Regions from separate parts of the Rattus norvegicus genome. Here region 2 is linked to region 1. The links are chromatin contacts, called in public Hi-C maps. All regions are on one chromosome and are shown on one strand. The core of a region is the stretch at or near the end of the contact, and the rest is flanking DNA. Distances in the headings are between cores, read along the strand shown. Region 1 overlaps Rad51b (RAD51 paralog B). Region 2 has its middle 26 kb from the start of Rpl36l6.

Evidence for each region. A called contact is a pair of places that touch in the nucleus more often than the background predicts.
Region 2: a Hi-C map of liver shows a contact between it and region 1, with 7 times the contacts expected there. The contact joins two enhancer-like sites. A contact is called at or near these places in 4 of 12 Hi-C or Micro-C datasets (the A7r5 cell line, kidney and liver) and 1 of 1 datasets of contacts at active chromatin or transcription factors (oligodendrocytes).

Annotation. Positions count from the first base shown.
Region 1 is chr6:103,896,423-103,902,464 of GRCr8, forward strand. All of the region lies in intron 7 of Rad51b (RAD51 paralog B), which reads left to right. Among named protein-coding and RNA genes, the nearest start is that of Rad51b, 70 kb to the left of the region's middle. Within about 2 kb of position 2,764, at least 9 of the 93 cell types and tissues checked have an H3K27ac peak or open chromatin away from gene starts, as enhancers often do. A contact at or near this core is called in liver, where this site is marked.
Region 2 is chr6:104,521,507-104,527,329 of GRCr8, forward strand. No RefSeq gene overlaps it. Among named protein-coding and RNA genes, the nearest start is that of Rpl36l6, 26 kb to the right of the region's middle. Within about 2 kb of position 1,630, at least 28 of the 93 cell types and tissues checked have an H3K27ac peak or open chromatin away from gene starts, as enhancers often do. A contact at or near this core is called in liver, where this site is marked.

The DNA.
Region 1 (6,042 bases), core at 1,514-4,013:
CCGAAAAAAAAAGTTACAGTCAGTGAAGGAAACTTAATAAAAACTTAAGTATGGAAAGTAGAAAGAGATGGGTAGACTAACAAAAGGAGGGTTGTGCCTCCCACTGTAATCTCGGAAACGCAACAACATTGATGTGGAACTCACTCTCCCATGGTCTGTATCCTGTGCGTTTGCCCCCAAATTTCCATGTACCCCACTCAGACCCAGCTTCCAGGTCAAAAGCATTCTAGCTGGTCTGCCCCCAAGCCCAGACATTTAAGTATTCATTACCTCAGCGAGTGCATGTGTATCTGTACGTAATGATGTTTGTGCTTGTCTACTTAGGGCTTTTGAAATCTTTGCAGTTTTAGACTAACGGCAAACCCCCAGCCAAACAGAAAAGTATGATTTCCCCTTTTATCTGTGTCCCGTGTTATACAGATGTTCCCTGAAAATAGCAACAGTTTTCTGGGAAAGGTCCTGACAGAGTCTGTTCTCACCCTTTACCCTGGCTCTCCGATTCATGTTTCCTTCTTCCAGTGTGGTCATGTGCTTGCCCGAGCCTGGCTCATGAACCGTGTAGGATATTCGTGGGGTTTTGTTTTTTAAGCCATACACTGTGCACATGATGCAGTATTTAATTTGGAACGAGCTCCAAGTTTAGACACACGTGCTTCTTGTGGTGTTTATCTTGGAGTCCACAAGTAGGAGGAAAGTATTTTTGCATTTTATACATCTGGACACTGTTCATGGTCTTTCTGTGACTTGGGAATTGTGTGTGGGGCAAAATCCAAGGAACAGTATTAAAATAACATGGAGTCATAATGAGGTCCGAGTGCAGCCCCTTGATGAGTATTCTTCTGATCCCAGCAGAGTTTGACTTTGGATGTGGTGAACTTTTTCAGCTGTGTGGTTCACTGGTGGCCTGAGCAGATTGGTGGACTATAAATTACCTGACACCCTCCCGTTCACTTCATGTGCTGCTAGACATGAAGTCTAAAAGTCTTTGACAAATTTGGCTCTTTAAGGGGAATAATTTGACTTGATTTTGTGTGGGGCAAGATAGGCAAAGGGAGCACTGCTCAGTGCTGCTCTGCCTGCTAATCCACTGCACTTTATGAGATCTTTTAGTTTCTCGCCATTGTTCTTCTGCTCCTCCCTCAGTCCATGCATCCAGAACTATAATGATCCCTAGACCATCTCGGGCTGTGGGTGAGGGTTGAGGGCGATGTCAGTGATGGTGGTGTCCATTGTGTCTGCTAACCTTATGATCTCACACAAGAAGTTGTCATTTAAAACAGGGTGAATGTGATGTGGTACAGTGCCACCTTTTGGATGGGGGTCTGCTAGAATGGGGCAGGTGAGAGAGGCATTTAGAATGTTGCTGCTCTGAGGAAGATTGCATAAGGACAGTGTTGCTTCCTTGTCAGCCTGGTTTTCTTTAATTTTCACATTTCTCCTATAATGTAATGGCAGATATAAGCTGGGGAGGCAGGATAAAGCTTCAAGTGGACTTGCCCTTGAGTGAAAGAGGGCGGGCAAGTGTTGTTTTCTGTGCTGTCCATCATTTGGGTGTAAAACTGTTTGGATCTTTACTTTCTATAGAAGGGCTGTTTGCCTTTTTTCTTTCAATGCACTAAAGGGAAGAAAATCTAATAAAGTAACTGAATCTACTGGTTATCATTCCTGCAGAATTTTCAAGTGTGTTTAATAGTGGTCTCTCATATAACTATAAAGAAATAAATAATTGGAGAGGAAAGGTCAAAATTGTGTTGTAGTTTGAGAACCAGAAGAGTCTGGGGATGTTTGAGTGATTGGGTAAATTGCTCAGCTGGGAGCTGTTTCTTTTTGCTGCCTTTTGGGCCTTTCCTTTGGGACACTCCCCCCACCCCCTTACTTTTGTAATGCATTTTGCAACCTTCAGTTAGAAAATAGCCATCAGAATTTAACCGCTAGTAAATAAACACATTCTAGTTCTATGATGGGAATCACTAAGTAGCAGAGAACGGTCTGGCTTCATTTGAAGAGAAAGATTCATGGTAGTCATGGTAGTAACTCCGAGAGTTGACACCAGAATCATGTTTGTTTGGCGTGTTAATGAGTCTAAGAGGAAATGGTGAAATCTGCTGATGACACCAAATTGTTTTGCTTGATCCTAACATGAGGTTTCTGGGAAGCTGCTTTGTAGTATTAGAAATAGTGGAAGGATTGGGCAATTTGGGGCAGACATGCTGAACTCGAAGTGATGGTTTTTGTGGAGCAGCCAGGGTACACCAATGAAGTTGCAGAGCCTTGCCCTCTTGAGGGAACTGCTCTCTCCAGAATGTGAAGACTGGGACAAAGAACATTCTGGTTAGAAGCAACAGTGATGTAAAAATATGGCATTTGAGTGTCTTTTGGACACTCAGGTCAGTCGTAGTATATAGGAGTGGGTGTTATTTCCCTTCAAAACAACCATGGGATATTGTGTGCTTACTTTCTACACATGCTTGCTTTTTTGATGGGCAGGTCTAGCCCTTCCTATAACCTTTTAAGTATTTCCTGTGGTTTGTAGATTATTCTTCATTTTTAAATAGCCGGCTGTCTTTTAGAATCTCAGTGACAGACTTAAAATGTAAACGAGATATAAAGTAGTACAGGGAATCGATTGCCTCCAGGACTAATTCTCAAGGAAATGCCATGAGATATTGCAAGGATGTTTGTACAGCAGTAGTAGAATAAGTTCTTCACTGATACAGCTCACAAATGTGACTCATTGGGCTGTGTACATTACAAAGGCCTGTTAACACACCCACCCTGTGATAGGCTATTGATTCATGGGACTGAAACCAGTGCATTGTACGAGCCAAGAACACATTACCACTGAGCCTTAACCCTGGCTCCACACGTCACACCTCTTTCACACTCCCCTTCTCCCTTTTCAAGCATTATTAGAAGAATCGGGACATTGTATACTACTTAGAGGGTCTCAGTACACTGGTGCCTAGAAACGAAAAAGGTTCTGGGAGTTGAAAACATAAGACAGCACTGTCACAGGCACTGTGGGCTGGCAGGCTGTAGGTATCCTCACATTAGGAAAGGATTTGTGTGGTCGTAAACAACTGAATGAAACACAGGAACAGGAGTCAAGAGGGCTGAGGGGGAGGAGAGCTTTCAGGCTCTGTGGTGGTGCCTTTGTTTTATCTAAGCAGGGAGAAGATGGGGCTGGCTCTACCTCCTGGAGTTGGAATCCCTGGAGTAATTTTGGAAAACCACTACAGAGAGTCAGGTATCTAGAGGGCCAGAAAAGGACTTGTATACAGAACAGGAAGACTTCATTCCTTCCATACTCTTCTGAGATTATTATAAAAAAATTAAAGTTTTCCATTTACCAATTGTATACGTTCCTGTTTCAAAAGCCATAAAGTCCTTTAAATGTTTTAATTTTGTGACACCCTTGTATTTTCACAGTTCTCGGTCTTTAAACACTTCAAATTGAAAAATCAGGAGAACCTTTACCCAAAAGTAGAGGAATTCTTTTGTGAGTAATATCCTGACTAAATAGCCCAAGCCAACCCACCCTCCCCAACACACCCTCCCCTTCCCCCCAACCTCCATGGGTCTAAATGCAAGGCCTCAGACTAGTTCTATCAGATTCATTGGAGGCCACTTGTTAAAAACAAAGATCTCATATTCTAGGGCTGGTGATGTAGCTCAGTGGTAGAGCTCTTGCCTAGCATGTACTAGGTCAGTGTAGAGCTCTTGCCTAGCATGTACTAGGTCAGTGTAGAGCTCTTGCCTAGCATGTACTAGGTCGGTGTAGAGCTCTTGCCTAGCATGTACTAACTAGGTCAGTGTAGAGCTCTTGCCTAGCATGTACTAGGTCAGTGGTAGAGCTCTTGCCTAGCATGTACTAGGTCAGTGTAGAGCTCTTGCCTAGCATGTACTAACTAGGTCAGTGTAGAGCTCTTGCCTAGCGTGTACTAACTAGGTCAGTGTAGAGCTCTTGCCTAGCATGTACTAGGTCAGTGTTCCATCTCAGTATTGCAAAAACTGAAACAAAGAGACAAAACGACACTGAATTAGAGCCGTCAGGGAGTACATTCTCAGCATAAGAGAATACTTGCTGAAAGTTGGTGTCAGCTCCACCCCCGACTCCTAACCGAGGGCACTGGGAAGGTGGAAGGGTGCTGGAGTAACAGAAACACTGTTATTGTGGTTAGAAAGTTTACTCTGAATGTCTGGTCATTCACTAGCTATGTGACTTAACCAAAATATCTAATAACGTCTCAGTAGCTTATATTATTTTCTATAAAATAGATTTTTGGATTTTATTCCTCGGCACTGCAAAGGCAAATCAACAGCAGCAGCAGCAAAGATGCGATTGTTACTGCTATTCCCTTAGCATACAAAGGAGCTCTCTGGTCTCTGATGTGTGTGTGTGTGTGTGTGTGTGTGTGTGTGTGTGTGTGTGTGTGTGTGTTTAATCCTCAGTCCTATTTAATAAGGAGGTGAAAAGAAAAGCCTAAGAATATTATATAAATGTATATGCTGGGGGAAGACAGGTTTCTTTCATTCTTTGGAAGAAGATTTTCAAGTGGCATTCTCAGTATTCTACATGCTCAGTATTCTGTTTTCATTTCTGCAGTGCTCTCTGGCCAAAAGAGCTGTGATAGAGCAGACACAGTAGATGGCGCTTTAGACTTATTTTAGAGGAAATTAGTGTACGGGTGTGGGTGGAAGGAGAGATTGGATAGTAAGCCCTGTGTTAATAAGCCCCCCAAGACTACCTCCATGTTGGCGCCTCTAAGAAGTAACTTTGTTTTGTTTTGTTTTGTTTTTGTTTGTTTTTTGTTTTTTGTTTTGTATAGATCTAGAGTATAACTTCAGTAAAAATCAAAGTCTTAGCTGGTATATTTGTGTGACTTTTGTCACTTGGAAATTATCTCTTGTGCTTCAAGCCATAAGAATATAAAGGAGTTATTTTCTTTTAAGACATTTTCTTATATATGAGGGTTTCCCCTAATTTTCTTTGTTTTTTAATATTTCCATGTCTTCCTAGTTTTTTCTGAACTTTTTTGTTATCTAATAAAAATGTGGTTATAAAGTTAGTTTGAATAACATCAATTACAATGTCATATTTTTTAAATTCAAATTTTCACATTAAATACACATTCAAATAGTATGGGTCACATTTAGGATAATTTAATTTTAACTTTTATTTTATTATGTGAATGGGTGTTTTGCCTGCTTGTATGTGTATGCATTGTGTGCAAGCTTGGTATCTGTAGAGGCCGGAGGAAGGTGCCAGATCCCTGGGAACTGGTGTTACAATGTGGGTCTGGGAATCAAATCCTGGGTCCCCTTGTAGAGCAGCCAGAGCTCTCAATGGCCGAGTCATTTTTCCAGCTCATATATATGCATATATAAAAAAATCTGTGTTTTATGTGGTTGGTCTTGTTTAATCTTTGTAATAACTGTGAGAACCATTGTCCCCATTTCTGGATAAATTGTCTCAGAGATGCTCAATAAATCTCTAAATTCTCATACAGAGAGCTTGAACTGCAGCTGCTGTAGGAGTTTCATCTGTGCACTGAAGTTACAGGTTTTGAGTACACACTATGTGCGAGGCATGCTATATGCTAGGCATACCACAGGGATCAAAACTAACATGGGTATTACCAAAAGGGACCTTGAAATTATTAACTGTTCAATAGAGAGATTTGGAAACTTGATGCCTTGAGAGTGGGTTAAAAAAAAAAAACAAAATAAAACACAGGAGGATGGTCAGTAAAGCGCTTGCTGTGTAGTCAAGGGGACCTTAATTAATGAAATCTGCTGCACTCACATGAGGAGGTCGGTGTAGTAACTTGTGATCATAATCTCAGCTATGGGGAGACTGATACAGGGAAGTCCATGAGCTTTGCTGGCCAGCTAGCCTAGTCAAACTTACCAGGTCTGGGCCAAATGAGAGGCCTTTGTCCTAAAAACCAAAGTGGATCACCTGAGGAGCATCTGATTAACCTATGGCCTCAATATACATGCATGTATACTCATGAGGGAAAGAAGGTCAGATAGATAGAT
Region 2 (5,823 bases), core at 380-2,879, 620 kb after region 1:
GTGCAGGGCTGCAGTGCTTCCTGAGAACCGAGAGCCCCTTAACTTAAATTCTCTTCCCTCCTCTTCCTCCATCGTCTCTTCTGTTTCCTTAACACAAGCTCAAATTGTGATGTCAGAATATGGCAGACAGGAGTCTCCTATGTCTTATGAGAAGCCTGGGGGGATGGGGAGGTTCCTAAGTACTTTCAGTTGCCAGCTTGTGGGTTAAGTGTTTGAGCCTGTGGAAGTCCCCTCCAACTAGAATAAAGTGCTGTCTGACCAGAGACAAGAAACTAGAGAACTGCAGAGATACAGAGATATGCCCAGGGTCACACAGTCAGTAGTGACAGAGCTGGGTCCATGTAGTGCCCACCCTCATCCTCACTTCGCAGCACAGGGAGCTCTATTCTAGGTCTTTACTGAAGTCAGAGGATGATGTAAGGAAGGGATGCCCCAGTCCCTCCCCGACTGCTGTCTGCCAAGCTCTGCCTGTGTAGTGAGAGATGTGCCGGACACCAAGTGCTCTGCCCCAGAACGGGATCTTTGTCTGCCTTCACTCCTCACCACACCTTCCAGTTCTACAGCCAAGTCTGGCTCACAAAAGAGCGACTGCTAAGGGAACCAAGAGAACCTTCCTGAGCTGCCCACTGGTCCCTTCATTCCCCCTCCCAAACTCTGAGCATGCCCTGGGATCACATTAGTCCTGGGTGGACACCGGGGAATGCTACTCGAGTTGAGAATCCCCACACTGAGGGGGACACTGAGGAGGGAGGGAAGCAAGCAAAGGAAGACTCCACGCTCCTGGATGTGCGTTGAGACCAGTGTGCATGGAGCAGCAAGTTGAGCATGTAAGGTTTTTCCATGAGACTGGGCCCAAGGCACAGTTCCAAAAAGAAGGGAGATACAGGGGAGGACACAAGGGCCAGAAGGCTAAGAAATGAGAGTTCTCCAGAGTGCTGGTGACATTGGATGATCCTAACTCTCCACTCTCCATGTCATTCCTGTTCAGTTATCCAACACCATGCAACACACTGACCGCCCTAGACTCAGCTACTGCCCACAGTGATTAGGCTAGTGACTCAGCCTGGCAAGCCAGTTCTGAGGGGGGCATTAGCCATTGCAGTTCAATGGCTGCTAAGGCTAGAGTCATGGTAACGATCTATGTGCCCGATGCCTGGAAGACCTGTCGCTCATGTCCAGGCTGGATCCAAGCTGTAGGAGGTCTAGAATTTCCCTAATAATCATAGACTTTTAGTCTCTACTGTGGCATGCCCAGGTTCAATGAAGGAAGTGTGGCAAGTCTTGGAGACTATAATAACCGCCTTTATAGAAAGACAAAATAACCTAAGGAAGTAAAAAGGGAGAGGGACAGACTAAGAGTTAGAACGAGAGAGAAACAGAAAGAAACCAGGCTATGGGCTGGGAGACTTTGTTCTTGTGTCTAAGAGAAGTTGCTTCTCTCAGCTTCCCACCCCACTGTTCCCTTATCTCATACCCCAAGGTATGCTCCTAGACTATGCCTAGATCCAGGGTTCTGGAGCCAGAAAGTGGGAGAGAGCGGAAAAAAACATTTACATCATCCTAACCAGCCCACACTTAAGAATGGGCCTGCTACGTGACCATTGCAGTAAAACTGTTTATCTGTCCTTGCTGAAGTGTGGCCTCTAAGGGTCATGATCTTCTGCCTGTGACGTCCCCACAGCAGTTGCCCTGGAGATGTGGAGGTCAAGGATGGTAAAAGAGCTTCTTGCCAAGATGATCTCACATAAAAATCCCTTTGCTGGGCTGAGTGGCCGCTTAGCTTACACAAGGCTCTCCCCTCTGTGCTCAGAAACAGGGAGTGGGGGCAATTGAGCTATGAAGGGAAAGGGAAGAACCATAAATTCCTCATGTGTGTACACAGGCAGGGAAGGGTGGGCTCAGCACAGCATTGTAACCCTTTGATTCCTTCCACTCCCCCAGACTTGCCCTGTAAGGGCTGTCCATTTAACCACAGTGGACTTCGGTCCCGGAGCCTTGTTTGGAAGGTTGCAGAATCATCTGTTTGAGACTACCTTTCCCATTCGTCTGGGTAAGTCAAGCATAGAATCTCATTCCTAAGACCGAGGTAGGCTTCCTCCAGCCTCTGCATGTTTCTCCATTGCATATTGAGACAACCTTTGTTCTGGCGAAGCAGAACTTTGCACATTATATTTCTCCTTCAAAGTCACGTTTAGTCCTACTCAAGAGAGCTCTTCAACCTTCTTCAATAACAACAAAATTTATTTGCTACCCTGCCTCCCTCGAGAGTTCCTTAGTGCATGACACAATCTCATCTTTGTACCATGCAAACACTACTTCTATTTGCCTTTTAAAAAACAAACAAACACTGGCTAGCCCACAGCCCCAAACAAAAGCCTGAACCTTGACAATAACCATCATTGCTCCCAAATCTCAAGTGACAATAAACAGGAAACCAAAAGAGTGGTCCTCCAGCATAAACAAGAGAAAATGGCCTGTTCCCTCAAAAAGATTTCACTTCTTGCATCAAAGATGACCAAAGACATTTTTTCCAAATGCTTTGACCCAAGTGTCCTGTTAGTCTGGGTCATCTAAAACCTGAGTTCCCAGTTGGTTTATCATTTTATTTTAATGACCTGTGCTTCCTACAGAAACATGGAAAATGGTTCTCTCTCTTTCACTCTCTCTCTGTGTCTGTCTTTGTGTGTCTATGTCTCTCTGTGTCTTCTCTCTCTCTCACCTTTCTTTCTTCAGTTAAACGTGTTGTGGTGAGCATATGAAAGCTAGTCTCACTTGCAAGGAGCGCCCGGGAAAACTCGGGAGAACCAAGTCAGGAACTGAGCGGGACCGCGCCACGCGTGTGCCCACGCCCCAGCCATGCTCCCTGCGCAGCCCCGCTTCTCCCCGCTCCCGGCTCTTGCCACTGGCCGCACAAGGCCAGCTTTGTTCTCTCAGCTCTGTTTTAAATATCTGAGGAATATTGCCCCCCCCCATCCCTGCGCCAAATCCCCCGGCCTGGCTGCAAGCCCGGTACAAGGGTGCATTGTGGGACCGAGCAAGGCGAGACGGGGCTGGGGGCAGTGGGGATGGGGACGCTCGTGTGCCAAGTTCCCTCGGCCATCAGGGTCACCTGGGCTTAGGTGTCGTGGAAGCTGAAGGTGGAGGCCCGGGGAGATGGGTGATGGTTGGGATTTTTATTTTTCTTTTTCTGATTCCAGAAGTAGAAATTGAAAAACAGGGGCCCCAGCAGGAAGCAGATTCTATAAGGAAGTTTGTAAAGGGGGGCGTCCCCAGCCCCAGCCCGGGCAGCAGCTAGCTGTACCGGTAGAGCTGGTAGGCGTTGACCCGCAAAGCCTCACGCCTGGTTTCTTATCGGACCATCGCTGTACATACTTAGAAAGTGCCTATCACTCGGACACTTTAAAAAGCATTGCATTCCAGAGCCAACTAACCGGACTCGGGTGGAGGAGGCGGTTCTTCCTCCCCCAAGCTCAGGGCCCTGGAGGCCAGGGCTGGCTTCCTGTAGCCATAGGACTACTTCGGTCCCTTGGGGAAAACCACACCTTCCACGGTGCAGCCTCTCCCTCCCGAGGAGAGATAGAGGGTGATTGGGATGTAGGTCAAACAAAAGTGGGCTTTCAGCTGGCCGGGAGTTGCCCGGCCTCTCCCCTTTCCCTGGTCATGCTGCTCTGCACTGTGGCCCGCAGGTAGTTTCTTCCCAGCGCAGGTGTTTGGTTTCCTGTAGCCTAGGGTGAAGGAGTTCCGAGTTGTCATCTCCAGGGAGACCTGCTAAACAGGAGTCACAAAACCCACCTGTCTGGCCCAGCTTTTTATTTTAAGGTCAAAGAAAAACTGCCTCTCAAACTCAAAATGTGAGTCTTCGTTACTCGGAAAAAAAGTAGGTTTGGTCTTAAATTTAATTAAAAGGCACCTTTTATGTCCCTCTGTTGTGAATGATGCCTGTATCTCTACCCTTGTAAGTGAAGGAAGGAGGAAGGTGTGGCTTGGGACTGTCTGAACAGTTTGCTAGTTCTGCTATTCTCATTCTAACCCTGAATGGGAGCCTCAAATCCTCCTCTTACCATCCCTCCTAAGTCCCTGGGTCAAACTGACATTTCTCTAGAGGCTATGAGAGGGATCAGTTGATAAAGGGCTTGCTGTCCTGGAAGGGGGACCCCAGTGTGTAAAAGGTGAGGTGGGCGATTGTACTCCAGGTGCTGTGAAAGCCAAGATGGGAGGGGGCTTTTACCCCCTCTAACAGAGTAAGTAAGCCCCAGGGTTAGACAGAGTTACCGTCTCACCAAATGAGGTGGAGAGCAACTGAGTGAAGCCACCGCCTAACTTCAAGCATGGGCCTTCACACTACGCACGCATACCGCCACCACGCTGAAAGAAATAATAAAAAGTTTAATAACAAGTTTCCCAGATGGCAAGAACATAAATACCTTACTAGATTGTTTTTTAAATCAGAGCTTGTTTTCCCTATGTCACATTCTACAACATTCCAATCAATGCCTAAATATAGAGGTGACTGTCAGAAACCAGCCCTCTTTTGACAACGAAATAACTTGTCCTGAGCTACTCAGAAAGACAAGGAAGAGGCAGTTGGAGGTCCCCCCTCCTGCCCAGCGATGGAGTTCTGTCTCTCCAACTTGCTAGCCTGCCACTTCCTCACATGTTTTCCACATGTGAGGAGCTCTGTCTCAAGAGTAAAGCTTTGATGAGAGAGTCTCGGTAATCAGGGAACTTTGAGGAGAAAGGGTCTCAGTATGCACTCTGGAACTGCAGAGTTTACAAGGACCACACCGTACAATCCCTGCTCCAATTGCTAAGTGGCAGAGACTTCCCGGGGATCTGTTTCCAGGCACTTGTTGGTCTCCTGAAGAACGCCTTTAAGGAATACTAAGTGTCCTTTCACCACTCCGCTGGCCGTAAGCCCCCTATCTCTGCAGATGATAGCAACTCGCCCCGCTTCCCTGTCATGCAGTGACCAGAGCAGCCTGGAGCCGATGTATTTTAGGGAAAATGTAGCCTAGAACTTGGCCACTTGACTGAACCTCCTGATAAACATGCACAGTCTCTCTAGCTACATAGCAGGGTGCTGGGTCCTAGGACCCACTCTTTTCATGTACCCCCAAATTCAGGAATGTGGGGAGTGACCTTCACCCACAGCTTCATCAAAAGGCAATGTTTGCCGACGCAAACAAGAGGTGCCAGGGTTTACACCTGTTGTGCTTCGTAAGATGAGATCATTCTAGTCACCTTTGGCTTCGACCTCTGACTCTGGCAATAGCCTATGTTTCCCCTTGACTTATATAACACCATCCCAAGCTCTTGGGCCAAGCCCTGGTTTCAGACTATCCCAGGTTGGCCGGTGAACAAGCCATTGAGACATCTGTGGTACTGGATCCTGCCAAGGAACAATTCCATTTCTGCAGTCTCACCTGCTGCCTGTTTGGTGGTGCTTGTGTGAGCCTTTGAATCTCTTCTTGCATTTTGACCTTAATTCTTTCCTAAGACTGAATGGAAATGGAAAATTGAAGTGCCGATGTTAGAGATAAGAAGGGCAGGTCTCACAGACCTAACATAATTTAAACAAAGATGGAAGTCATTAGGCGCGCCGAAAGTGGAGAATATTTAGCCCTAACTCAGATGCTCACTTGATTTAAGCCAGACAACTGTGTGTTCAATTGCGAGGGGGGGAAAGAACACACTGGGAAAGCCCACATGAAACTGTGGACATACACGTTCAAAGATCGTGTCTCAGAGGCGAGTAAAACTAGGCTTTTACTGTATTCACTCAATTCTAAGGCTGCATCGATTTAATAGAAATTTTGGGAGGCT